7 separate regions of the Sus scrofa genome follow, and regions 1, 2, 3, 4, 6 and 7 are each linked to region 5. A link is a contact called in public HiChIP or PLAC-seq data. All regions are on one chromosome and are shown on one strand. The core of a region is the stretch at or near the end of the contact, and the rest is flanking DNA. Distances in the headings are between cores, read along the strand shown. Region 1 overlaps LOC106505879 (a long non-coding RNA gene). Region 2 overlaps LOC106505879 (a long non-coding RNA gene). Region 3 has its middle 320 kb from the start of DIRAS2. Region 4 overlaps LOC106505879 (a long non-coding RNA gene). Region 5 has its middle 15 kb from the start of GADD45G. Region 6 overlaps LOC106505879 (a long non-coding RNA gene). Region 7 overlaps LOC106505879 (a long non-coding RNA gene).

Evidence for each region. HiChIP or PLAC-seq counts read pairs in DNA pulled down with a chosen protein or histone mark.
Region 1: a contact with region 5 is called in an H3K27ac HiChIP or PLAC-seq map of skeletal muscle. The contact joins two enhancer-like sites. A contact is called at or near these places in 2 of 47 Hi-C or Micro-C datasets (both in skeletal muscle) and 1 of 2 datasets of contacts at active chromatin or transcription factors (skeletal muscle).
Region 2: an H3K27ac HiChIP or PLAC-seq map of skeletal muscle shows a contact between it and region 5. The contact joins two enhancer-like sites. A contact is called at or near these places in 1 of 47 Hi-C or Micro-C datasets (omental adipose tissue) and 1 of 2 datasets of contacts at active chromatin or transcription factors (skeletal muscle).
Region 3: an H3K27ac HiChIP or PLAC-seq map of skeletal muscle shows a contact between it and region 5. The contact joins two enhancer-like sites. A contact is called at or near these places in 2 of 47 Hi-C or Micro-C datasets (fibroblasts and skeletal muscle) and 1 of 2 datasets of contacts at active chromatin or transcription factors (skeletal muscle).
Region 4: an H3K27ac HiChIP or PLAC-seq map of skeletal muscle shows a contact between it and region 5. The contact joins two enhancer-like sites. A contact is called at or near these places in 3 of 47 Hi-C or Micro-C datasets (heart right ventricle, psoas muscle and skeletal muscle) and 1 of 2 datasets of contacts at active chromatin or transcription factors (skeletal muscle).
Region 6: a contact with region 5 is called in an H3K27ac HiChIP or PLAC-seq map of skeletal muscle. The contact joins two enhancer-like sites. A contact is called at or near these places in 3 of 47 Hi-C or Micro-C datasets (liver and skeletal muscle) and 1 of 2 datasets of contacts at active chromatin or transcription factors (skeletal muscle).
Region 7: a contact with region 5 is called in an H3K27ac HiChIP or PLAC-seq map of skeletal muscle, with 3 times the contacts expected there. The contact joins two enhancer-like sites. A contact is called at or near these places in 1 of 47 Hi-C or Micro-C datasets (embryonic fibroblasts) and 1 of 2 datasets of contacts at active chromatin or transcription factors (skeletal muscle).

What each region holds. Positions count from the first base shown.
Region 1 is chr14:1,558,802-1,561,872 of Sscrofa11.1, forward strand. The region is part of intron 4 of LOC106505879 (a long non-coding RNA gene); the gene reads left to right. Among named protein-coding and RNA genes, the nearest start is that of GADD45G, 390 kb to the left of the region's middle. Within about 2 kb of position 1,255, at least 28 of the 83 cell types and tissues checked have an H3K27ac peak or open chromatin away from gene starts, as enhancers often do. A contact at or near this core is called in skeletal muscle, where this site is marked.
Region 2 is chr14:1,466,497-1,469,759 of Sscrofa11.1, forward strand. The region is part of intron 2 of LOC106505879 (a long non-coding RNA gene); the gene reads left to right. Among named protein-coding and RNA genes, the nearest start is that of GADD45G, 300 kb to the left of the region's middle. Within about 2 kb of position 1,970, at least 8 of the 83 cell types and tissues checked have an H3K27ac peak or open chromatin away from gene starts, as enhancers often do. A contact at or near this core is called in skeletal muscle, where this site is marked.
Region 3 is chr14:1,644,501-1,647,590 of Sscrofa11.1, forward strand. No RefSeq gene overlaps it. Among named protein-coding and RNA genes, the nearest start is that of DIRAS2, 320 kb to the right of the region's middle. Within about 2 kb of position 1,396, at least 10 of the 83 cell types and tissues checked have an H3K27ac peak or open chromatin away from gene starts, as enhancers often do. A contact at or near this core is called in skeletal muscle, where this site is marked.
Region 4 is chr14:1,447,819-1,451,114 of Sscrofa11.1, forward strand. LOC106505879 (a long non-coding RNA gene) reads left to right here. Exons shown (of 6, transcript XR_002338446.1): 2 at 655-808. Among named protein-coding and RNA genes, the nearest start is that of GADD45G, 280 kb to the left of the region's middle. Within about 2 kb of position 1,298, at least 4 of the 83 cell types and tissues checked have an H3K27ac peak or open chromatin away from gene starts, as enhancers often do. A contact at or near this core is called in skeletal muscle, where this site is marked.
Region 5 is chr14:1,179,778-1,183,077 of Sscrofa11.1, forward strand. No RefSeq gene overlaps it. Among named protein-coding and RNA genes, the nearest start is that of GADD45G, 15 kb to the left of the region's middle. Within about 2 kb of position 1,849, at least 11 of the 83 cell types and tissues checked have an H3K27ac peak or open chromatin away from gene starts, as enhancers often do. A contact at or near this core is called in skeletal muscle, where this site is marked.
Region 6 is chr14:1,490,633-1,493,696 of Sscrofa11.1, forward strand. The region is part of intron 2 of LOC106505879 (a long non-coding RNA gene); the gene reads left to right. Among named protein-coding and RNA genes, the nearest start is that of GADD45G, 330 kb to the left of the region's middle. Within about 2 kb of position 1,674, at least 3 of the 83 cell types and tissues checked have an H3K27ac peak or open chromatin away from gene starts, as enhancers often do. A contact at or near this core is called in skeletal muscle, where this site is marked.
Region 7 is chr14:1,538,667-1,541,736 of Sscrofa11.1, forward strand. The region is part of intron 3 of LOC106505879 (a long non-coding RNA gene); the gene reads left to right. Among named protein-coding and RNA genes, the nearest start is that of GADD45G, 370 kb to the left of the region's middle. Within about 2 kb of position 1,510, at least 5 of the 83 cell types and tissues checked have an H3K27ac peak or open chromatin away from gene starts, as enhancers often do. A contact at or near this core is called in skeletal muscle, where this site is marked.

The DNA.
Region 1 (3,071 bases), core at 5-2,504, 380 kb after region 5:
TCTGATAATCTAGAAGCCAAAGGAATGGGCACCTCTCTGGAGGGTCCCAGGCAGCAGAGTGAAACCCTGACATCCAGGTATCAGGGTATCACTACGTGTTTTTCATTACTTGTGAACCTGGTGGGCTGTGGTTGGGATCATTTTTTGCAGGGTCTTGCCTAGTGGTTCTTTCTGACCCTGGGGCCACGCTGTAGGGTTTTCTATGTCTGCATTCAAGCAGCAGAGGAGATACTTAAAATACAGGCTTTTATCCTTCACAGAGATGATCCATCTTTGCAAAACAGCCCTGGGTTTTCTTGCAACACACTCGGAAGTGGCTCCAAGACTCTGTTACAGAAGAAATTCTTTAGTAGAACTTTTTCATTCGGAATTATCTAACCAAAGTTCTGACAATGGTGGAAAGGATAAAAATAATTACTCTGGATCCCAAGACAAGCTGAACATCTGGGTTATTACCATTGGTTTGGGTCCAATACCAACTTCCTTGCCCCCCCACCCCCATTCAGAACCCTTTGATTTGTATGCTCCTTGCTGGGAGAGATGGAAAATGCCAAGTGCCTAAATGCTTAGCTATTTCATTCCAGGATGCATTCCTTTCCTTCTAGTCACTGATGCCAAAGGAAAGTGGGAAGGATAGACTTGCAGCCTCCAATGGGGATGCAGTCCAGAGATTGAATTGGTAACTGTTCTGCACTTACAATGAACATCGTTGCCATAGAAACCCAGCAACAAGACAACTGAGAATCTGGTTGACTGAGACAAATAAATGTTTTCCTCTCATGGCTTGCAGGGAGCCTGATAAATTCTGCCTGGTTCCTCTCTGCTGGGGTGGCAGGAGCTGTATCAAAATTCTTTTACTGCCCTATCCTCATGTGTCAGACTGACAAGGACCCCTGTGTATGTTGATACAAGCCGGCTACATGACAGTATCCCACAGCTGCAGTCTGATTGCACCTGCTTATTTGCAACAGGTGCTGTGTTTTAAGACCCAAACCCCAGAACCTGGATTTTCAGGGGGGGCAGCTGCTGAATTTTTGGTTGGCTATTTTTCCTCCATGGAGCAGTGGCCCTCTAGAGAAATTGGAGCATCTGAAACCTTATCCTCACCTAAAGAACACTGTCAGGATTTTCCTTTTGCTGGGCCTCCAGGGCCGCAAAGAAGGATAAGAAAAGGATTTGGGCCACTTGCCTCAGCTTTGAAACCAGAACGCCAAACCAACCAGGCCAGCATGTGAGCTGCTGGCATTTCAGGAATGTACACGCTAAGAATCTAAGTGTCGAATGCATTTGACTAGTGAATGTGTGTTTACCCTAGTTGGCAACGTTCAGGTCACAAAACGAAAGTGGCAACTGGAACCTTGCCTTTTCTGCTCAACTTTGCATAACAGGGTGCATCAGCTTAAAAATGTCAACAGCGAACACTCCCATACAAATCTATTCCCAAGAAAAATACTGTGGGCAGTTTCTATTCTGGGAGAAACTTCTGGGGAAGAAAAACCTCATTTGGGTGCTATCCATCATGCTATTTAAGTCAAGGGAGATGTTTTAAGAGCAAAAATGCAGCATTTTGTAACATTTCTACCTACTCAAAACGCAGATGCTCCCGCAAAGTCTTGAAGGTTGCTTGTGACCCAGGCTCACGGGGCTGGTTCTTGAGGCTTTTTGACAAGGGGGCTATTTATGCCATTGAGGGATGGCAAAATATATGGTTTCTTTTTTCAGAGGTAAAAATGCCACAAAAATCATGGAAAACCAAGAAAGCACAGGAAAGTAACTAAGTAAAGAGTATGCATAATCGATCTGTGATCTCTCCACATAAAAATAATGATTCTACGTATTCGGGGGTGTTAACTCCTCTGAGGGAAGAGACTTAGGGATCATGATGAACCTCCCGGCTGAGCTGTGGTGACAGCCAGGGTCAGAAAAAGAGAGAGCGGCTCAGCTGGGTATTTCACAGTCAGCAGAGGTGAGGCCATTGTCAAGGTCCCTTGGTGAGGCCAAGTGTATGAAGGCTTTTAACAGAGGAGACTAAAAAAAGTCACAATGAGGGGGTTCCTGTGAACTTTCCCTCTAGGAGGGAACCTGTGGCCAAAATTGTTCAATAATGCTGGTTAACAAGGAGACGTAGGTTTCGTTTCCATGTGGTTTCTGGGAGCACTTTCCCCCACATCTCATGAGCAGCCCTGGGAGATGCCGCTGGTGACCTCAGGGTACCTCTTGATGTACCAGCTGTGTCCCTTCTTATTTTGCAAGGGCTGCTGCTGCCTCAGCAACTCTGCACGGCAGCCTGGTGTAGGCTGCTCAGGTTCTTCTCACTGCCATGCACAGCACGGCTGTTTTTCACGTCTCCTGTGACTCAGAGGATCCCAGTGTTACATAAACACGCCCGAGTGTGTCCTATGCGCGGGTTTGCAGCTCTCGTGGTTCGTGTCTCTTTCCTTGCCCAAATCAGAATTAAAGGATTTTTTGTTAAATGATACGCTGCTTGAGGTTCTCTATGCGGGAAAGTAGAAATGTGGCTGGGTCACATCAAGCGGCAGGACTGCCTGTCGCCTTGGTGTTAGTCGCCTCTGAGTGGTGAGCTCTCCCGTCTCACCAGACCTTTGCCAGAGCCTCTATTTTAGGTGTGTCTTGTGTTCACTTCTTGGCAGCATATTCAGTTAGGATATTCATAGCAAGCTGCTGAGTGCTGAAGAAAATCAACAACAGGTTTCTTTGAAAAGCTCGTAAAGATCTGTGATAATGTGTTTGTTCAATGCGTAGACCGAAATGAGGAGGCACTAACTGTGGACACGATTACAGCCAAATGCAATAAAAACTGAGTTGTACCATGTACAGTGGTCTGGAGGTCAGGATCCTTTTGATGACCCCCTGATGTTTTCAGCTCCTTTTGTACTCTGTGAGTGTTTACAGGTTTCACCACCTTAGGTGGGGATCAGAGGTGCCACTCACCAGGCAGGTTTTAGGATGATCATCGGGAAGGACAACAGAGCAGGCTGCCGTGCTGAGCACACGTGGCAGCAAAACAAGGCCAGAATGATCTGGAAACGAATACACTTTGGAGGAAGAAA
Region 2 (3,263 bases), core at 720-3,219, 290 kb after region 5:
CCATAGCTGTGGCATATGGAGGTTCCCAGGCTGGGGTCCAATTGGAGCTGTAGCCACTGGCTTACACCACAGCCACAGCAACACAGGATCCAAACCGCGTCTTCAGCCTACACCATAGCTCACGGCAATGCTAGATTCTTAACCTACTGAGACCAGGAATTGAACCTGTATCCTCATGGATACTAACTAGTTGGGTTCATTACTGCTGAGCCACAGCAGGAACTCCAGAAATAGCCGCTTTTATTTCTTAAAAACTCTTCTAGAACTAGGAATGCTGGTCAAGGGATTTTAGCAAATTTTGCCCATTTACACCCTGGAAAGTTACTGCAATTGATCTTCTCACTCATGGTATATGAAGACATATTTTTCCACACTCTCATCAATATAGGTTGTTACAATTGAAAAAAAAATTGCCAATTGGGTTAACTAAAAAAGATACCTCACTATTGTTTCAATTTGAACTTTCCCAGATACTGCAAATTTAATACCCCTTGTATGCGATGGTTAGTGTCTTTAATGGGTCATTTGCACGGCTTTTGTGAATTTGCAGATGGTTCTTGACCCCCTTATTAATTGTAGGAGTGAGTTACTACACTACCAATTCTTTTCTTTCTCTTCAGTGTGCAAAAGGAGTTTTCAGTCCAGCTTTTTAAAAATATTTTATTTATTGTGGTTTTTGGTATAAAGAATTATGAAAATATTCAATTCTTTCAATTATTAAGTCTTTAAATTAAAAAAAAAAAAGTTGTGAATTTTTTCCCTCCATGGCTCCTGGGTTTCCTGCCATGTTTAGGAAGCCTCTCTTACCATTTACTTTTTTTTTTTTTTTTTTTGTCTTTTTTCTATTTCTTTGGGCCGCTCCCAGGCATATGGAGGTTCCCAGGCTAGGGGTTGAATCGGAGCTGTAGCCACGGCCTACGCCAGAGCCACAGCAACGCGGGATCCGAGCCGCGTCTGCAACCTACACCACAGCTCACGGCAACGCCGGATCATTAACCCACTGAGCAAGGGCAGGGATCGAACCCGCAACCTCATGGTTCCTAGTCGGATTCGTTAACCACTGCGCCACGACGGGAACTCCACCATTTACTTTTTGATCTGAGCGCGTACTGCTCATGGGCTGTATCCGTGTTTATACTGCGCTCTAGGCAGCTTCTCCATAACATCTGCAAGATCTACACAAGGAGGGAGCGGCTCACAAGGGGGCCGTCCACCTCGATGATTGTTCTTGGTGGCTCCACCCAGGCCAGGCCAAATCAGGAGGTGACCTCATTCCTTCTGAATTTTCTTTCCACAAGACCAAGTGGCTGGGTGTGGCTGCTCCTTCCACTGTTGAATTCTTCCAGGCATTGCATAAAGGAAAGAGCTCACGGAACAGGTTCTTGTCCTAAGGCTGTTTGGAAAATTCATGGACTTTTTTGGGAAAGAATTCTCTTCTTTTTCTAAATAAGGGGGAAGAAAGCCAGAATTATCAGTGCAGGCAAGGTTCTCACGCAATGTGCAAATTCCTTCTTTAATTTTTTTTTTCTTTTATTTGGTAGGAGCTGGCAGTAGGACGATAGCATGAATTCCAAGTTGGATTCCCTCTGCCTCCTGCCCCAGGTGGCCCAAGCTAAGTGCATGGCTCACAGTGACCCCTGCCAGGTCTACTCTGCCATGGTGGTGCCAGCACTAGTTCCTATTGGGAGCCTCACCCTGGGTCCCATCCAAAGGGCTGATTTTGCCAGCACAGGGGTTTGCTGTTTTCCTCAGGGTAGCATGCACAGAGGTAGGAAGGCTGCACGCTTCTCCACTAAAGACACGGAGGTCCATATTTCAGAGTTTTTAAATGAGAATCTCCTGTTAGGCTGCTGTCATGTGATCTATCTACAGTGACACACTAGCCTTTGGCAACGATTCTGAAGTGCAGCCGGTAGGTTCACAGCAGGACCCTCCAGCTGGAAGAGCCCCCAGTTTGAGTCCTGCACACCTCATTGACAGCTCTGTGCCCTGATCATAGAGTGGCACTTGGCCCGTGGCAGGTGCCACCACATACTGTGGTGTGAATAAATGAGTGAGGGTTAATGCCTCTCTCATAGGATGTGGGGCTCAGAAAGACCATGCCTGTGTTAAGTCCAGCACCACCCTGCATGGACTGCATCCAAACACCACGCGGACCTGGGCCCTGCCTTTACCTCACCCCTTAGCACACATCCTTCCCTCTGGTCCTGTTCCAGTGTGGACACCCCATCCATCCACCCCAGTGCTGCAGTATCACAGAAGAAAGCAAACTATTGTAACACCATCTCTTTCCAAGTACAAAAGTGTGCAAAAGTAAAACAATGTATACTTTTAAAAATATGTATGTTTGTAGTAAAACATTAGAAAAAAAAGCAAGGGAATGATGGCAAAACCAAATATCTAGGAAATAAAATAGAAAGAAGCAGCCCCAGGATTTGGGGACATGGCAGGTGGGATGGCAGGGACGGAGTCTGGGCTGGATGATAGGAGGGTAAGCTCTACCCATCTTACTGGTACAGGCACTGGATGTAGGGGTGTGACATGCCCCAGACTGCAGAGTTAGGTGGTGGCAGGTCCGGGTTCAAGCTGACGTTTGTCTGGCTTCCAAGCTCATCACTCCCTCTAGGAACCGGGAACCCGTCATCCATAAAGCCGTGTGCAAGGATTAGCTCATCTGGGGTCGGGTGGAGAGTGACACAAGGAGACAGCAGGCAGGGAGGATGACCAGTGTCCAGGATGGAAACTTCAGAAGGACCAGAGAGAAAGGAAAGAGACCTGGGGAGAGTGTATGGTCTGAGAAGCCCACGTTGGGGGAGCAGAGCAAGGGGGTATGGGCAACAGTGTGAAACAGAGCAGATCACGGGACCACTGCTGTGGACTGAATGTGCCTCCTCCAATTCAAATGTTGAAGCTGAACTCCCAGTGTGACTGTATCTGAAGACAAGATTTTTTTTTTTTTTTGTTTTGCTTTTGAGGGTGGTGCCTGTAGCACATAGAAGTTCCCAGGCTAAGGGTGAAAGCAGAGCTGCAGCTGCCAACCTACACCACAGCCACAGCAACATGGGATTCAAACCATGTCTGCGACCTACACCACAGCTCACTGCAACACCAGATCCTTAGCCCACTGAGTGAGGCCAGTGATGGAACCCGCATCCTCGTGGACATGAGTCGCGTTTGTTACCACTGAGCCACAAGGGGAACTCCTGAAGACAAGATTTTTTAGGAAGTAATTAATGTTACATGAGGTAATAAGAGTGGGGTCC
Region 3 (3,090 bases), core at 146-2,645, 460 kb after region 5:
GAGGTAAAAGGGCAGCATGTGGGTACAGTGGCCCTGGCCCAGAATGTGGGTGAGCGAGCCCAGGACCCGTCTCCTGGGCTCCCAAATAAACAAAGGCAGCAGGACGGATGTGGAGGCCACCCCGGGGCAAATTTCTCCGTGTTCCCATCAGAACACGGTCCGGGGCTGACACCCAGTTCTGCCAGAGTCGCCTTCTGTGTGGTTCACCTACAGCAACCCCAGGGACCCAGCAGCCAGGAGCATGAAGGACAGCCAGTGGTGGAGCCAGGGGTTTTCACCTGTCCACTGCGTTTCACTCGTTTCTTTCTTTTTTTTTTTTTTTTTTTTTTTTTTGGTCTTTTTAGGGCCACACCCACAGCGTATGGAGGTTCCCAGACTAGGGATCCAATCAGAGCTGTAGCTGCCGGCCTACGCCACAGCCATAGCAACACAGGATCCGAGCCACATCTGCCACCTACACCACAGCTCACAGCAGTTCTTAACCCACTGATCGAAGCCTGGGATGGAACCTGCGACTTCATAGATACTCGTCAAGTTCATTACCACTGAGCCACAACAGGAAATCTCATTCACTTTTTGATGGTGCCACGGGCAGAAAGACCCAGGGCTTCTAGAAAGCGGGCCGAGCTCCTAGGGCTAATGGAGGTGAGGATGAGCAGAGCCAGTTCTCAGTCAGGACCTGGGGCTGCAGCTCAGAGATGGTGGGCACCATCCGTATGGAAACTCATTGTCAGCGTGCCCAGGAACGGCATTTGTGGCTTTAGTTTACCAAGCCTTCCTTCCTCACTTAATCTCCTAATAGCCGGGGAAACAACGTGGCCCCATTTTGCAGATGAGAAAAGCGGGGCTCAGAGAGGCTAGTTAGTAAGTAAGTAAAGCCTACTGGGGTGCCAGGCCTTCTCGCTTGGGACCTGTGTACCATCCAAGCTTTTGTTTGTGTGCAAACCCAGCGGTATTTTAATCTGGGAGAATTTAATCATTGTTAATTTAATTCATTTAATTATTCCTTTTCCCATAACATTCTTATCACAGGTCCCAGTAAAAAGGCGGGGCCAGAGTTTTCCATTGTCGCTTCAGAAGAAGATCAGCAAAGCAATGGATGATTATTACAACCAGAGGGGGTCAAGGCTGAGGGCAGGTGAATAAAGGAACTGGAAAGAATGGGGCGCACACCCGAGGTAGGGGGAGGGGCTGCTGCATGTGTGCGGTCACCCCCCTCTCCCAGTCAGCGGGAATCCACAAAGACAGATTTAAAAGGCAGGACATACAGCCCCCTTGGCCAGTGTGGATGAGAGAAGGCAAAGGACCCAGTGGGGAAAAGCAGCAAAAGAGGAAAGTTTCCACGGAAAGAAGGTGCGTTCTAGGAAGCGCCTGCCCCCTAGCGGTGACCTGAGTAGCAGCACTTGAGCCCTAGGCTGGAGCCGGCTGGCAGGCGCTGCTGGGGACTCCTGGTGCACAGTGGTCCCCACGTTCCTGGCCCTGGTCAGCAGGGGGACACAAGGTCTGGGTGATTATCTCTTCCTCCAGGTGAGCAGCGCAGAACGGGGGTCTTCTTCCCCAAACAGGTCTGCCTTGAAAAGAAAGCCTTGAAGAGGCACTTCTGGGGCAGCTGGTCATCTAAAGTAGTTGTGCCTCACGCACAGATACACACACACACACACACACACACACACACACACACACACACTCTATAAGAAGACTCTCAACCATGAGTTTCTGCTGCCACCCAGAGGTTCAGCTGTAGAAAAAGCAGATCCAAGAAAAAACCACGTTGAGATCTGAAAAGCTGATATCTGCATCCAAGAGGAGCTGCTGATTTTTTTTTAAAACGAGGGCCAGATAGGTTCCATTTAGGGAAAAGATACATGTGTTATTTGGATAAGGACTCTTGAATTAATAGAATCTACTTCCCACTCTTTTGAGCTCTGAAAATCATCTCTATGGGTGTGTGTATGTGTATGTGCATACATATGCGTGTGAGAGAGAACTGTGCATTGTGTGTATATATGTGTGTATACACATGTGTGTGAGTGTGTGTGTGTGTGTGGTTTCTAAGACATTCTTGTAGTAAGAATCCAAGCCAGAGGAAATATCTGAAAGTCACAGGGAGAAGGTTGGACCACTTGACATTATAAATTCACAAGGAAGTAAAGCCCTCTGAGAGCTCCTGAAACCACCTGGCTCAGGCTTCCAGATCAATCAGTTTGGTAACCCTTACCAAGACATGGAAATAAAGCTCAGTCTGGAAGTCCTGAGATTTTAAATACTCTCAAAGTTGTCCTATTGTCCAGTCAAGATTGAGGAGTGGTCTGCATCAGAGGGCAGCAAATTTCATTCTGGAAGGGGCCAGATAGTACCTTCAGCTTGGTGAGCCATACCTTCTCTGTTGCAATGATTCAGCTTCACCTGTGTAGCCTGGCGGCAGCCACAAATAATCCATAATGAGTGGCCATTTCCAGATTCCCACAAAATTTTACTTAAGGACACTGATATTTGACTTGCATGCCCTTTTTTAATTTGTCATGAAATTGTTTTTCTTTTTTCATTCAATTAAATATTTTTTAAAAGTATTTTTATTATTTAAAATATTTAAAATTTTATTATAAGAAATAATATTTAAAATAAATCAATAAAATTAAAATAGATTAAAATAATAAAATAATATTAAAATAAAATAATATTTAAAATATTATTGCATATTTTTTCATTCATTTAAAAATCCAAAAGTCATTCTTAGCTCACAAGCCATGTTCAAACAGGCAGCAGCAGATTTGGCCCCGGGGCTGCAATCTGCCAGCCTCCGGTTCCTGTCACTGACTCTGGCATAAAGCTCTACATCTGCAAATTTACATCGGATTTTTTTTTTTCAAATTTACACTGGATTTTTAACTACCACAGGATAACTGTGCCTTGTAATATTATCAACAAGGCTATTGGTATTTTATTATTGATATTTTTATATGTACACAGGATCCATTTTTGTTCTCGATGGCGTATTGAATGGGCAACTCTGTCCTTTTCCACCGAGGGGAATAGTAAAGCTAAGTTCCAATTTAAGCTTCTTGATGACCTCATCCATAATGAGAAGCC
Region 4 (3,296 bases), core at 48-2,547, 270 kb after region 5:
TTAGAAGTTGCTCCTGACCCTGCTCCCTTCATCTGAACCCTTAACCTCCCTTCATCTTTCTTTGAGGAACTTAGCGCTACCTGATGTGAGTACAGCTGGGCGATTTTTGCTGTGATCTGTCTCCACCATTTGATTATCAACTCTGCCTGCGAAGGGACATGGTCCCGTTCCCTGCCGTCAGCCTAGCAGCTAAGCATGATGTCTGGGGCACAGTAGATGCTTAACTAATAGTTTTTGTTTTTGCTTTGTATTTTTTGGGGCTGCATCCACAGCATATGGAAGTTTTCAGGCTGGGGTTGAATCGGAACTACAGCTGCCGGTCTACGCCACAGCCTCAGCAACTCGGGATCCAAGCCACACCTGCAACCCACCCCACAGCTCATGGCAACACCGGATCCTTAAGCCCCTGAGCAAGACCAGAGATCTAACTTGCATCCTCATGGATACTAGGTGGGTTCCTTACCTCCGAGCCACAACAGGAATTCCAATAGTTGTTAATTTTGAAGGAATGAATGAAAAATGAAATTGATAGCCATCCTTTATCATGGAACAATGGTGAGATCAAGTAAAATAATCCCAAACCAATGCCCAGAACATAGTTAGCCCTCAATAAATGCTAGGTATCAGACTGTTTCACTTTCTCTGAATTTTCAGGCCATTCGTGACTCTTGAAACGTTTAAATATGTCATCCTAGAAAAGAAACATACCCTGTGTTCCCCAGTGAGTGAGCATTTCTGAGATGGCATCATGGTTCTTTTAAAAGCTGAAAATGATCAAGTGCCCTGAGAAGACATGAGTGGATAGAAGGTATGATTGCAGTTTCCAAAAGCATGCTCAGCCTGGGAGCCTGAGGGATTTCAGTGCAGTTGGCATGCTTTCACTTTCTGTGGTCATGAGATCTTCATACTTCAGAGTTCACAGTGCTTTCTGAATACCAAAGGCAAAAGATATTTCGAGTATGTGTTGAATGGTTTCAAATCCACAGATTCTTTGGGGTCCCCTTTGTTCAGTTTTAGAGTGCTCCCAGCTCCCTATTTGGAAAGGATTTGGAGAAAGGAGTCCCTGGATGCCGGGAGCTCCTAGATGTCACCGGAGAAATATTTCTCTCTTGTGACAGCTTAATAATAGAAGCACTTTGCATTCACACATTCATGCTAAACTTAACTATGTGGTCATGGCTTGGTCTCGGAAGATGAGGTATTTTACCTGTGAAGGAGCAGGGTAGAAACGAAGCTATCTGAGGAATGCATGTGAGGTGGCCCAGCACACTCCTGGTACTCTTGGTGGGAACATTTGGTCCCACTCATTATCAGGCCAAACCGTGTCTTAAAATAGGCTTACCATGTGGTCCTCTAAACTAGGAGAGAGTCAATCTAAGCAGCTGAGACCGAAAATATTTCTCAGGTTGATCTTTTGAATCGGTGTGGTGGACAAACTTTATGGCAGAGTACCAGAATGTTGCCTGCATCCTGTTACTATGGAAACAATCATCCAACTACATAGTCTCTGCATATTTATGTGTGGGTGTCAGCCTTGGGGACAAAACCAACTATTTGCTTTTACTTCGCCCTGCTAGAACTTTTGAAAAGAGTATTCCTGGAGTTCCCGTTGTGGCTCAGCAGAAATGAATCTGACTAGCATCCATGAAGACGAGAGTTTGGTCCCCGGCCTCACTCAGCGGGTTAAGGATCTGGCGCTGCCATGTGCTGTGGTGGTGTGGGTTGCAGACATGGCTCAGACCTGATGTTGCTGTGGCTGTGGCATAGGTCTGAGGCTACAGCTCTGATTCAAGCCCTAGCCTGGGAACTTCCATATGCTGTGGGTACGACCCTAAAAAAAGCAAAAAAGAAAAAAAAATCCTAAACCATTTAGAAAATATACTTCTTTCTTTTCCCTTTATTCTTCAGTATTTTTTTTTTTTTTTGCCTGTTTGCCCCTGTCATCCTGTTCCCCAGGTTTCATATATGTTTGGTATTGACTTATCTCCCATGTGCTGGGCACCTGTGCTAAGCACTTCCATGTTTTGTTGCTGCTGATTTTCTTGGGAGGTATATGAAGTCAGTTTTACTAAGTGCATTTTACAAATGTGGACAGTGAGGCTTTCCTGCTCTTCCTCATCTGGGAAGGATAAGAACCAGTGATGCCACTCAGGTCTCTGATGTTGGAAGGCTCGTTCACAGCCTCACTTCTATGGGACCTTCTGGAGAAGTAACGGGAGGCCCTCAGGACTCAGGTGTCCTGCCTGGACGACATCCACAGCCCACTTCCAGGAGGCTGAATGTCGACACCAGCCGGGGGAGCTGCTTCCCTGGCCAGCCCTCTCCTCTTCCTCCTGTGTCGCAAGGACATGCCCCCAGGCTCCTGGAACCAGGGCATATCAGAGTTTATTTTGCAGTTGCACTTTGGGGAATTATGGGATGCCCGAGGCAGTTCCTGGAAATTGATTTTCAGGAGTGCAGCTGTGCCAGTGAGTGGACTTTGGGTGGGGGGAATGTTGGTATTGCGGCGGGGTGTCCCAGGCTCCCTAGAAATGGAAGAGCATCCTTAGGAAAGCTGATCCCACCCAGGGTCAAGAAGGGTCAGGACGGCTCAAACCTAACGATGCTATAGGTCAGGGAGGGAGGAGCACTGTGTCTCCCAGGCCCTGGTTTTCCTTTGGGGTGGAACCAAGCCCTAAAGACACCGTGAAACTGGGTTTGGGGAGAGAGCAGGGTGTCTTCTCCTTAGTGGGAAGAAGGTTGGTCAGGATCCTTATTGCAAGTGCTAGGTCAGGCCGATGATTTGGCCAATACCTTTCACACTCATTTGAGTTTCAAATGGTGTCTTAGAACATGGAAAGTTCAGCCAATGTCACTGTGTTTCAGAGGCCAGAAAGGCAGTGGTCAGCATACAGATGATCATGGGGATAGTGGGTTCTCTATACTTAGTGGGACAGAGTTTCAAAAACACATCCTGTGGACCAAAACCCCTGGGGGCACTGGGGCAGTTGGGAAAAGGGAGATGATGGCTAAAGCCATCCTTACTGTGGTCTTGCTGGGCGAAAGGGCTGAATGTTAGCTTGATGAATTTTATTGGATCATTCAAGGAGTCTCCAGGGCTTGACGTCACCAGACCTTCTGTTCCATGAGGGAGGCTCACCCATTCATCCAACAAATATAGCTTGGTCCATGTGCCATGGTTGCAGGTGCTACATGCTGTGTGCCATGCAGAGTTGTGGGTGCTGGAGACACAGCTTTGAGCAGAACAGTCCCTTCCAGAAACATTTTAGGCTTTGGGGGCTTGTGTGGTTGCAGCT
Region 5 (3,300 bases), core at 599-3,098:
GGGTTGAGGATCTGACGTTGCCACTAGCTGCAGTGCAGGTCAAGGATGAGGCTTGGATCCTGCATTGCTGTGGCTGTGGCTGTGGCATAGGCTGGCAGCTGGAGCTCTGATTTGACCCGTAGCCTGGGAACTTCCAGGGGGTGTGGCCCTAAAATCACACACAAAAAACCAAACTAAAACTAAAATTACCCTGAACGGGGGCATCTGCTGCATCCAGTGCACAGTAGCCCACAGTACTCCAGTTCTGGCTGAGCCCTGGCAGGAGAGAGGGTTGCCGGCACCCTGTGGGTTGGACCTTATCGGGGTGGCCCTGTAGAAAGGGCAGGGGTCCAGCTGCATGATGAGGCGGGAGCTGGTCCCAGGTTCTATTAGGCATGAGACCAGGCTCTGGGTTAGGAACCTGGGGGTGGGGGAGTTGGGGGGGGCCTGCCTTTGAATTCCTGACCCTTGACCCCTTTTCAGCTGTGACCTTAGGACTCTCAATACCTCTCTGAGCGTTGATGTCCATATTTTCAAGAACTCTGACCTCACTCAGTACCTGTGGGCTCAGAGGTGGCTGAGGCACCGATTGATTCCAGACCTGAGCCTGGGGTGGGTTGCTGGCCTCAGTAACTCAGTGCCGCTGGGAATGAGCCAGAAGCCTTTTTTGCTCCTACAAAAAGCTCATGAGCTCTTAAGGTCTCCCTGTTATAGGATTCCAATTTTATTTGGTCCCACAATAATCTGTTCTATCAGTGGCTTCCTTCAACACATACACACACACACACACACACACACACACACACACACACACACTCATACACATGCACACACAGACATGCACACACATATTTCTATCACTCAATCGTGAGGCCCAATCTTTGACCTTGCTGGACCTCCAACACAGACGGCCAAAGATGCAAGAATAAAAAGAAAGCTCCCTTTAAGAGGGTGAAGTTGCCACGAGAAAATTGCCCCAGGCTCAAGGGCGTAACCATGTCCTAAGTACAAGAGTCTTTTATTTTTTTTGCTTTTTAGGGCTGCACCTGTGGCATATGGAAGTTCCCAGGCTTGAGGCTGAATCAGAGCTGTAGCTTCTGGTCTACCCTGCAGCCACAGCAATGCCGTGTCTTTAATCCACTAAGTGGGACCAGAGATCGGAACTGCATCCCCATGGATACTAGTCGGCTTTGTTTCCACTGCACCACAGTGGGAACCCCAAGAGTCTTTCAAACATGTTCCACAGTTTGTTTTTAAAACTGCAAGCTTTGGAAAACAGACTGACAGTGCTTCTCTCGATTTTATTTCAGTCCCCCAGGCTGTACTTTCTGCGATGTGCCCTCTCTTCCTCTGACTGTCACCATCGAGCCACTAGCTGCACAAAATCCCATTGCTTGCAGCCCTCTCCCCAAACATTTTTCTCCTTCCCTTGGAAGCTGACATCAGTCCCATAAAAATGCAGAGAGACCCCCTATTTCAAAAGCTGAAGGATCCAAAGGATCTCTGCCTTTCCCGCAGGATAACTGTGCATCCCAACTCTTTCCTACAAGAATTCTCTGTCCCCAGCTCTTGCCTTATTATTCTTTTTCTCAGGGTTGCAAATTGCTTCAAATAAACAAGCTAGTACAGAAAAAGTAATGGCCGGAACGCTTGGTTTCCACTAAATGATTATACTATGGGAACATTGCGCCTTCTGGAATACCGGGGCGAGGTGATGGACGGACAGCCAGTGCACAGAATGTTCTGTTCTAAGCTCCCAGTTGGTGACTTCCATTCTCGTGCCTGGCCTTGCACAAGTTAGCAGTCAGTGAGGAGAACTTGAGCTCTCAGGGTTCTCCAGGAGCCTGTATCCTTTGCTCCGGGGACAAGATCTGGCGCAGAGAGCAGATTCCAGCGCCTGCACTGCTTGTGCTGCCTGGCTGACAAGCTCAGCCTCAGCAAGACGGAAGCTGCCTTCCGTTAGCGGATCTGCAGGGGGCAGAGGCTCTCCAGAGCCAGCTGGTGGGTGGGCAAGGCAGAAGGAAAACTCTCTGGTTGGGATCTGCTGCAGGCGGAACTTGCTGGAAGGCCAATCTCTACCTAGCAAGCTCACCTCCACTCCCCGCCCTTGCCCAGGGCCATATCCTGGTCCCTAGCCTCTCCCTGTCTCCTCTGCCCACTGAGCCCACTCAGACATCTCTTGTGGGAGTGCTGCAGAGGCTGACCGAGCAGAGATGTGAAGGGAGCCTGGCGTGACGTTGTCCAGAGTGGACTCCTGGTAAAGGCTGGCTCCCTCTCCCCGGCCTGGAATGTGAGCAATGCTGATTTTCTATTGCATGTTGAACCTGAGCCCGCAGCTTCACCCAGGGACTCCCAATCCCAGCCCACCCCCACCCTGTGGAAATCATGTCTACATGGCCATCAGGCTGACCCCTGGAGGCAGTCTCACCTTGGTTCACCTTTCCCCCTCTTGACCACCCCAGGGCCTGCTTTTATGGGAGGGGGCTCTGGGAAGCTGTTCTGTAGGACTGTGTTTCATCATTCACTGTCAGGGAAACAAATATTTCTTTTTTTCATTTTTTTCTTTTTAGGGCTGCACCTGTGGCAAATGGAAGTTCCTAGGCCAGGGGTCGAATTGGAGCTGCACAACCACAGCAACTCGGGATCTGAACCATGTCTGCAACCTACATCACGGCTCATGGCAATGCTGGATCCTTAACCAATGAGGGGCCAGGGATCAAACCCGCATCCTCATGGATATTAGTTGGGTTCTTAACCCGCTGAGCCACAATGGGAACTTCTAAATGAGCATTTATTAACACAGCCACCATGGGAATTTTCATGGAAGGAGGGTCTGCTGGGGTTCCAGGGAACAACACCAAATGAACTCAGGAGGCAGAGAAGCCCCCGGGAAAGACACGTACCGAGGAGGGTGAGAAAGCTGGGCCACAGGCAGCTGAACATGAAGGGGATTGAAGTACTTTGGGCACATGATGAGTTGGCATTTCCTTTTTATCAGAAATTGAAAGGAGAGAGGGTTCCCAGGTAGCCACGGGGCGTCCCACCATCTTCCTGGCAAAGAGCGAGGCCACAGACACGTGGATGGAGCAGCTCTGCAGCTCTGAGAGGCTCACAGAACTTCTGTGTCATAAGCCAGAGAGCAACTGAAATTACACATTCGTCCACATTTGCTGTTGTTGAAAGACCATTGAAGCAAGAATCCCCGGGCTCGGCTTCGTGGCGCTTCTGAAGCTGGTCTAGGAATTGTTTACAAGACTGAGTGCAACATGCTGCCAGGAATTGTAGATCCCAACTGGACTTCTCGGATATCTGCAGGAACCA
Region 6 (3,064 bases), core at 424-2,923, 310 kb after region 5:
CAGCCTCTTCTCTCTGCTCTGCTCTCTCTCTCTCTCTCATCTCTCTCTCTCAAGCCACTGTTGTTCATAGCACTAGGTTAGGTGGTTGGTTGGGTTAAGTTTGAGATTGGCTTCGCTTTACTATACTATCCTGTAGCAGCAAGTTCCTCATGGGATCTATTTTAGAATCTGGTGGATGGGGTACCTGACCACCAATTTTAGTGTATGATGGCCTCCTCCTGACCAAAGAGCTGTTGGGTCGTATTTCTAACAAGTTGATGCGATATTTTCATTTTAATAACCTGCCCACCTATGATCTGAGAAACAGTCCTACTAAAACGAATGAAACTCCTCTCTTTTCTTCTCTCTCTTCTCAGCCTATTCAAGCCCTCACTTCTAAAAAACACACTCAAGGCTTCCCTATAAGTTGAGGCTGTTGGGGCAGTTGCTTCAGTCCTCAGCGCTTTGTTAGAACTGATCAATGTGCACTTAGTGAAGCCATGCTTTGTTCATCCCTCTAGTTTCCTACAACTGACTTCTTGATGGTCTGCACTCAATCCCCACCTCTGCAACTTGTGACAGACAGCCTCTAGGATGGCCCAGGAACCCTCACCTTCTGGTACACACACTCCTGTGTGGTTCCCACTCCTCGAATGTGGGCGGGGCCTGCAGCTTGGTTCTGACAAATAGGATAAGGCAAAAGGGTTGGGATTTCACTTCTGAGATTAGGTTGTAAAAAGATGGTGACTTTTATCTGGGTCTCTCTTGGTCTTCACAACTTGTTCTCTGGACCTGCCAGCAGCCATGTGGGCAACCTCAGAAGCTGCTCTTTCCCAAAGCCAACTTTGAGCTGACTGCAGCCCAACCAACACCCCAACTACAGCCTGTATGAGATCCTGGGTCAGAGACAGCTCACAAAGCCATGCCCTGAATCCTGATCCACAGGAACAGTGAGATAAGACATGGTTGTTGTTTCCAATCACTGAGTTCTGGAGGGATGTTTTATGTGGGCTATCTTTTAGAACCCCTTACAGATTCTTTTCTCCATCTTTTCTGTACTGTTCTCTAGAATTTTCCAGGGTTGAGGGCTTGCTTAAAATATACACATTTGATCCTACCCTCAGAGATTTCAATTGGATGGGGACACTGAAATCTCCGTTTTTAACAAGATTCTGGGGGCTATGGATGAAAGTTCAAGGAGCAAGCCTTGGGATTGCTGCCTGAGCACCTTTTGGAAGTGTTGTCACCACAGTTATAAGTTCATTCTGAGTCATAAAGGTGGAGATCTGCTTCATTTATGGTCATTCAGTATCATCTATGGAGCACATGCCACTTGTTATAGGTTGTATTTTCTAAAGAATTCTGAAACAATAGCTCCTATGTGCTCTTCTGCAAGGTGAGCTTAACACTCCCCTATTCCCAGGTTGAGTCTAATTCTCACCTTTATCTGAACTGGCTTCATGACTCACTTGTAATCAATAGTATGTGGTGGAAGTGACGCTGTGTGACTTCCACAGTGAGACCAGCAAAGCCATGCCTTCTGCCTGGTTCTTCAGGGACCCTGGCTCTACAGGAAGCCAGGGTCCATGAGGGAAGTTTGATGGTCTCAAATCACCATGCCAAAGAGGCCATGAGTACAGACTTTAGTTGACAGCTCTGCTCAGCTGTCACCAACAGCCACCATCATCTGCCAGCCATGTGAATGAGCCTTCAAGAATGGCCAGCCCAGTGAGCTTTTGGTTGACACCTGACTCTGACCCCTCTCTTTCCAAATTTCTGATTCAGAAATCATGGCGGCTTTGAGTGCATAAGTACTTTGGGGCACAGCTCTAGTGGAACACCACTCCAGCTGGAAATATAGATGAAAAGGCATGTTCTCTGCTCTCAGCTGAATAACTAAAACCATAGACAGAAAGAATTATAATCAAATAAAATGATTGTGATTTTCTGGGGAACATATACAGAGATAGAAGGCACCAAGGAGAATGAATCTGGAAGAGAAAAGTCATACGTAGCATTTGGGCTGAGGTTTGCCACACTCCCAAGCTGAGGGTGGTACATCTAGAAGCATCAACAAGCCCTGAAAATTCCATGCAATTCAAGGGGGGAGGGTGAAGGGCTGACAAAAGTGGGTAGGCCTGGCATGGACCAAAGAGCTCCTACATGGGGAACCAACTCTACCAGGCAAAAGAATGCTGACTTTATCTGGTCCCAGTGGGTGAGCCACCAGAGATTTTGGAATATGCTTACCTGGGTGGGATAAACATCCATTTGTTGGTTAAAATATATAAAGCTATAACACTTTGCCAATCAACTAAGGAGAAAAAGAAGTGAATTGCAACTAAAGCAGTTTCTATTTAAGTCCTTGTGACTCACCCTATGATTGAGCAGAGCTTACTTAAGGCCGGTGCCCTCCCTGTAAACACCTGTCACTTCCCTAGTTTGCAGAGATGCTGGGAGGCTAATGAGATCACATGTATGGAATGCACGCGAGCTTCTAAGAGAGAGAAACCAGATACATTCAAGATATTATTATCATTCCCCCCCACCCCCCCGCTGATCGTCTGGAAGTCAGCTTTCTAGCAAACCCAAGGGTTCAGAAGCCAGACATTTCTAAATAAAGGAAAAATAAAGAAAGGTATTTGGCCCCAGAGAAAGCAGGAAGCAGAACCGGAAACAACTGAAGAGCCAGAGATAACATGAAACAGGATACAGGCTGGTCACGAAGGAAATCCCCACACTTCTTGGAGGGAATGACAATAAAAGCCAAGCCATTGGATGTAGGCATCCAAAAGCAAGTGGTGCCATGGGGGAGGATGGACAGGAAAGGAAGGAAAGATAGCAGGCTGGTGGGCAGTGCAGAGATCAGAGGATGCTGGCCGGCGGTTTGAGAGTGGAGAGAGCGGTAAAGCTGGTGGAAGTCAAGGAGGAGGGTTTGGAGTGGCCAGTGGCCACCGGCCTCTCCCAAGCTTAGCAATGAACTTTTTTTTTGCAGAATGTCCTGCAGATCAGGGGGCATGATCTGCCTTTTTGGCAATGTGGATGTAGCAGATATTTCTAAGTAGTGAGGTAAAAAACCAGATGC
Region 7 (3,070 bases), core at 260-2,759, 360 kb after region 5:
AAAAAAAAAAAAAAAAAAAAATGGGGGGGATTGAAAAGAAAAGATAAAACTCTCACTTTTCATAGATTATGTGATTACAAATGAAATGCGGAGAATGTAGTTATAGACACACCTTTTTATAACTTCCGTAAGAAAATTCAGTAAGGGTGCTAGATACAAATGAATACTCAGAAATCACCTACCTTTTATATTTCCCTACCCGTGATTATAAAATACGCTCTTAAAATGTCAGTAATTGTGGCGATGAAAACTAAGTCTAACAAAACCAGGCAAGAACTTTAGGGAAATAACCAGAAGATTGTATTAAGCATCCTTTAAATAAATGGAGACCCATCTCATGTTCACGAGCTCAGGAGTCTCTAAAGTCATATTTGATGAGCGAAGCAGGCATGACACACCACCTGATCCTCAGGATAAAGATAAAAACAGAGGAGGTAAAAGGACCTCAGTGGGAGCGAGGCTTCCACACTTCACTTGAAGTGGTAAAATAGAAGGTCTAATGTTACCCACTTTAAAAACTGCCTTTCTCAACACCATGTTCCCTTCATTATTTCTTCAATTCTCTTTGTCATTTCACAGCACCACTTCTTAAGACACTTTCTCCCCTCCACTTAGCATCATTTCCTTTGCCCTCACATGGCTCCACCAAAATTGGTCTTTTCAAGATCATTTGCAATTCTGGCAAGGGTAGCAAACAACTGATACTTTCCCGAAGTGTCTCCCGTAATCAAAGGCATTTTCCTGTCAGCTGTCTCTGATGTCAGGATTATTCAGAATCTTTATTTTCTGAGTCACCCTCCCTCATTGCCTTTGGTGCTCTGACAATAGAGCTATAATAGCTTTACGCCTTAAAGCACAAACACTCTTACTATCTCATACCCCGGCTGGCATTTTATCATCTGTAACTATTTGTTAAAACAGTTGAAACACTTGCGATTAAAGCCTGCTCACATCTGCTGAAGCCTCAGCTTTGACACATCACTGGAATCTGTCAGTGGTGTGAGGAATGACAGCTTTGCCCTTTAAATTCCAAAGGCAGAGAACCAAAGTACAAATTCTCACTGTATATGGAATGAACTCTTACCAGAGTTAAGCTTTGTCCTACTTTCTCTCTTACATTTTTTGATGTTATGCAAAATAATGGCAAATGTAGACACGGAGCAAAAATTAGTCTTTTTATTTATTCTTATGTTGACAGCACTTTGAACTGAACTTGGAGAATTTTGAGTTCAGTTTCAATTTGTAAAAGTGCACATCTGAGTGCCAAACAACCTCCAGTCACATGAGGGTTATCTGAAGCCCAGGAATCCTGTTCGTACCCAGCACTCATTTTTTCAAGTTGAAAAATAAAAGAAAGTAGAAGTGAAGAGATATGCGTATGAAAAGAGTGCGTTGTGTGTTGTGTGTGTGTGGGGGGGGACTGACAGTGGGAGAGATCCACAGAGGTAAAGGGAGAATGATGAGCAGGCAAATGAGGTAAGAGACCCTCCTCGGTGGCTGGCACAATGGATGGGTTTGGATCACTTATCACCAAATCCACAGAGAAGGTGATAGATAGGCTAAGCAGATGGATGATGTGGTGAGCCACTCGGCACTGTAACGCTTTCTCATTTTGCTGCATGAATCATCAGTGCCAGCTCTGCCCATCTTAGGGAGTTTACCATCGTGATGGAGAACAAATCGTGATGGAGAACAACGACCAGATGAGAACTGCGCTGGCCACTGCACGTTCATTAGCCTGCAAGAACTGCTAAGAGAGCCACCGAACATCAGAGCTAACACCCACCGCACTCCTTCTATCACCTGCCACGCTTCACACCTGCTACATTAATCTTCCCAGAACATGGCTTTGATCATGTTACATCCTGGCTCCAAAATATGCCACGGCTCTCCACTCTCTGCAGAACACAAGCTCCCTCTATGAGTGTGCTCAGGCTGCTATAACCACAGACTGTGCTATAACCACAGGCTGCTATAACCACAGATTAAATAAAACATTTTTATAGTCCCCTAGGTCTGGAGGCTGGAACTCCAAGATGAAGGTGTCAGCAGGCTTGTTTTTTTGTTTTGTTTTGTTTTGTTTGTTTTTTTTGTTTGTTTGTTTTTTTTTTTTTTTAAAGAACATGAGGGATAATCTTTTCCAGCCCTCTCACTCAGATTCTGGTGGTTTGCAGGCAACCTTTGTTGTTCCTTGGCTTGTGGATGCATCACCCTGCTCTGTGCCTTCAGCACCACACATGGGCTGCTCTTTCTCTGTGTGTCTGTCTCTGTGTCCAAATTTATCCTTTGTATGAGGACATCAGTAGTGTTGAATTAGGGCCTACCTTAATGATTTCATCCGAACTTGACTGCATCGGCAAAGACCCTGATTCCAAGGATGGTCACTCTCTGAGGTACTGGGGGTTAGGACTTCAATGTCTCTTTTTGGGGACACCCAGTTCTGATCATAGCACTCTTCTAGTTTAGCAATCAAGACTGTCTACTACCTTCTCCGACCTTCCTTTGCCATCTGTATTCCAGACTCCAAGTTCCTTTCTGACCATGCCCATTCTGGCCAGACTGCTCAGATACTATCTTGCCTGGGAGACTCTGTCTTCCTTCTCAGGTCTGTCCATCCTTTAAGACCTAACTAAATGGATTTTATGGAGGTTTTCCTAGGTTCCTCCAAACCGTGGTAATACATGTGAGCTAATTGAACATGCTTTGGCATATACCATAGTTCAGGAACTATTCAGATTTGCTTGCAATTCTTCTCTCTTGCAGGGTTCTACCACCCCTCTAATTGGGCAAGGAAGACCTTTGCTCCAGGTGTGCATGGAATGAGGTGTCCACAGAGCCAAGAGAATGAGATATTGCATCACCTTCTAGACTCATTTTCCTGCCCCTAAATAGCCCACAGTCTGCTCCCAAGTCCCACCCTCCTGAGAACAGACCTCCCCACCAGGGTCTTACCCCAGGCCTGACAGTGACCAAGGGATGCTAGAAGGGGTGAAGAGAGCATGGATGTAGCCAGAGACATTCATGGGAGGCCCTCATGGTGCAGAACAGAGCCAACCAAGGGGAAAGGAGG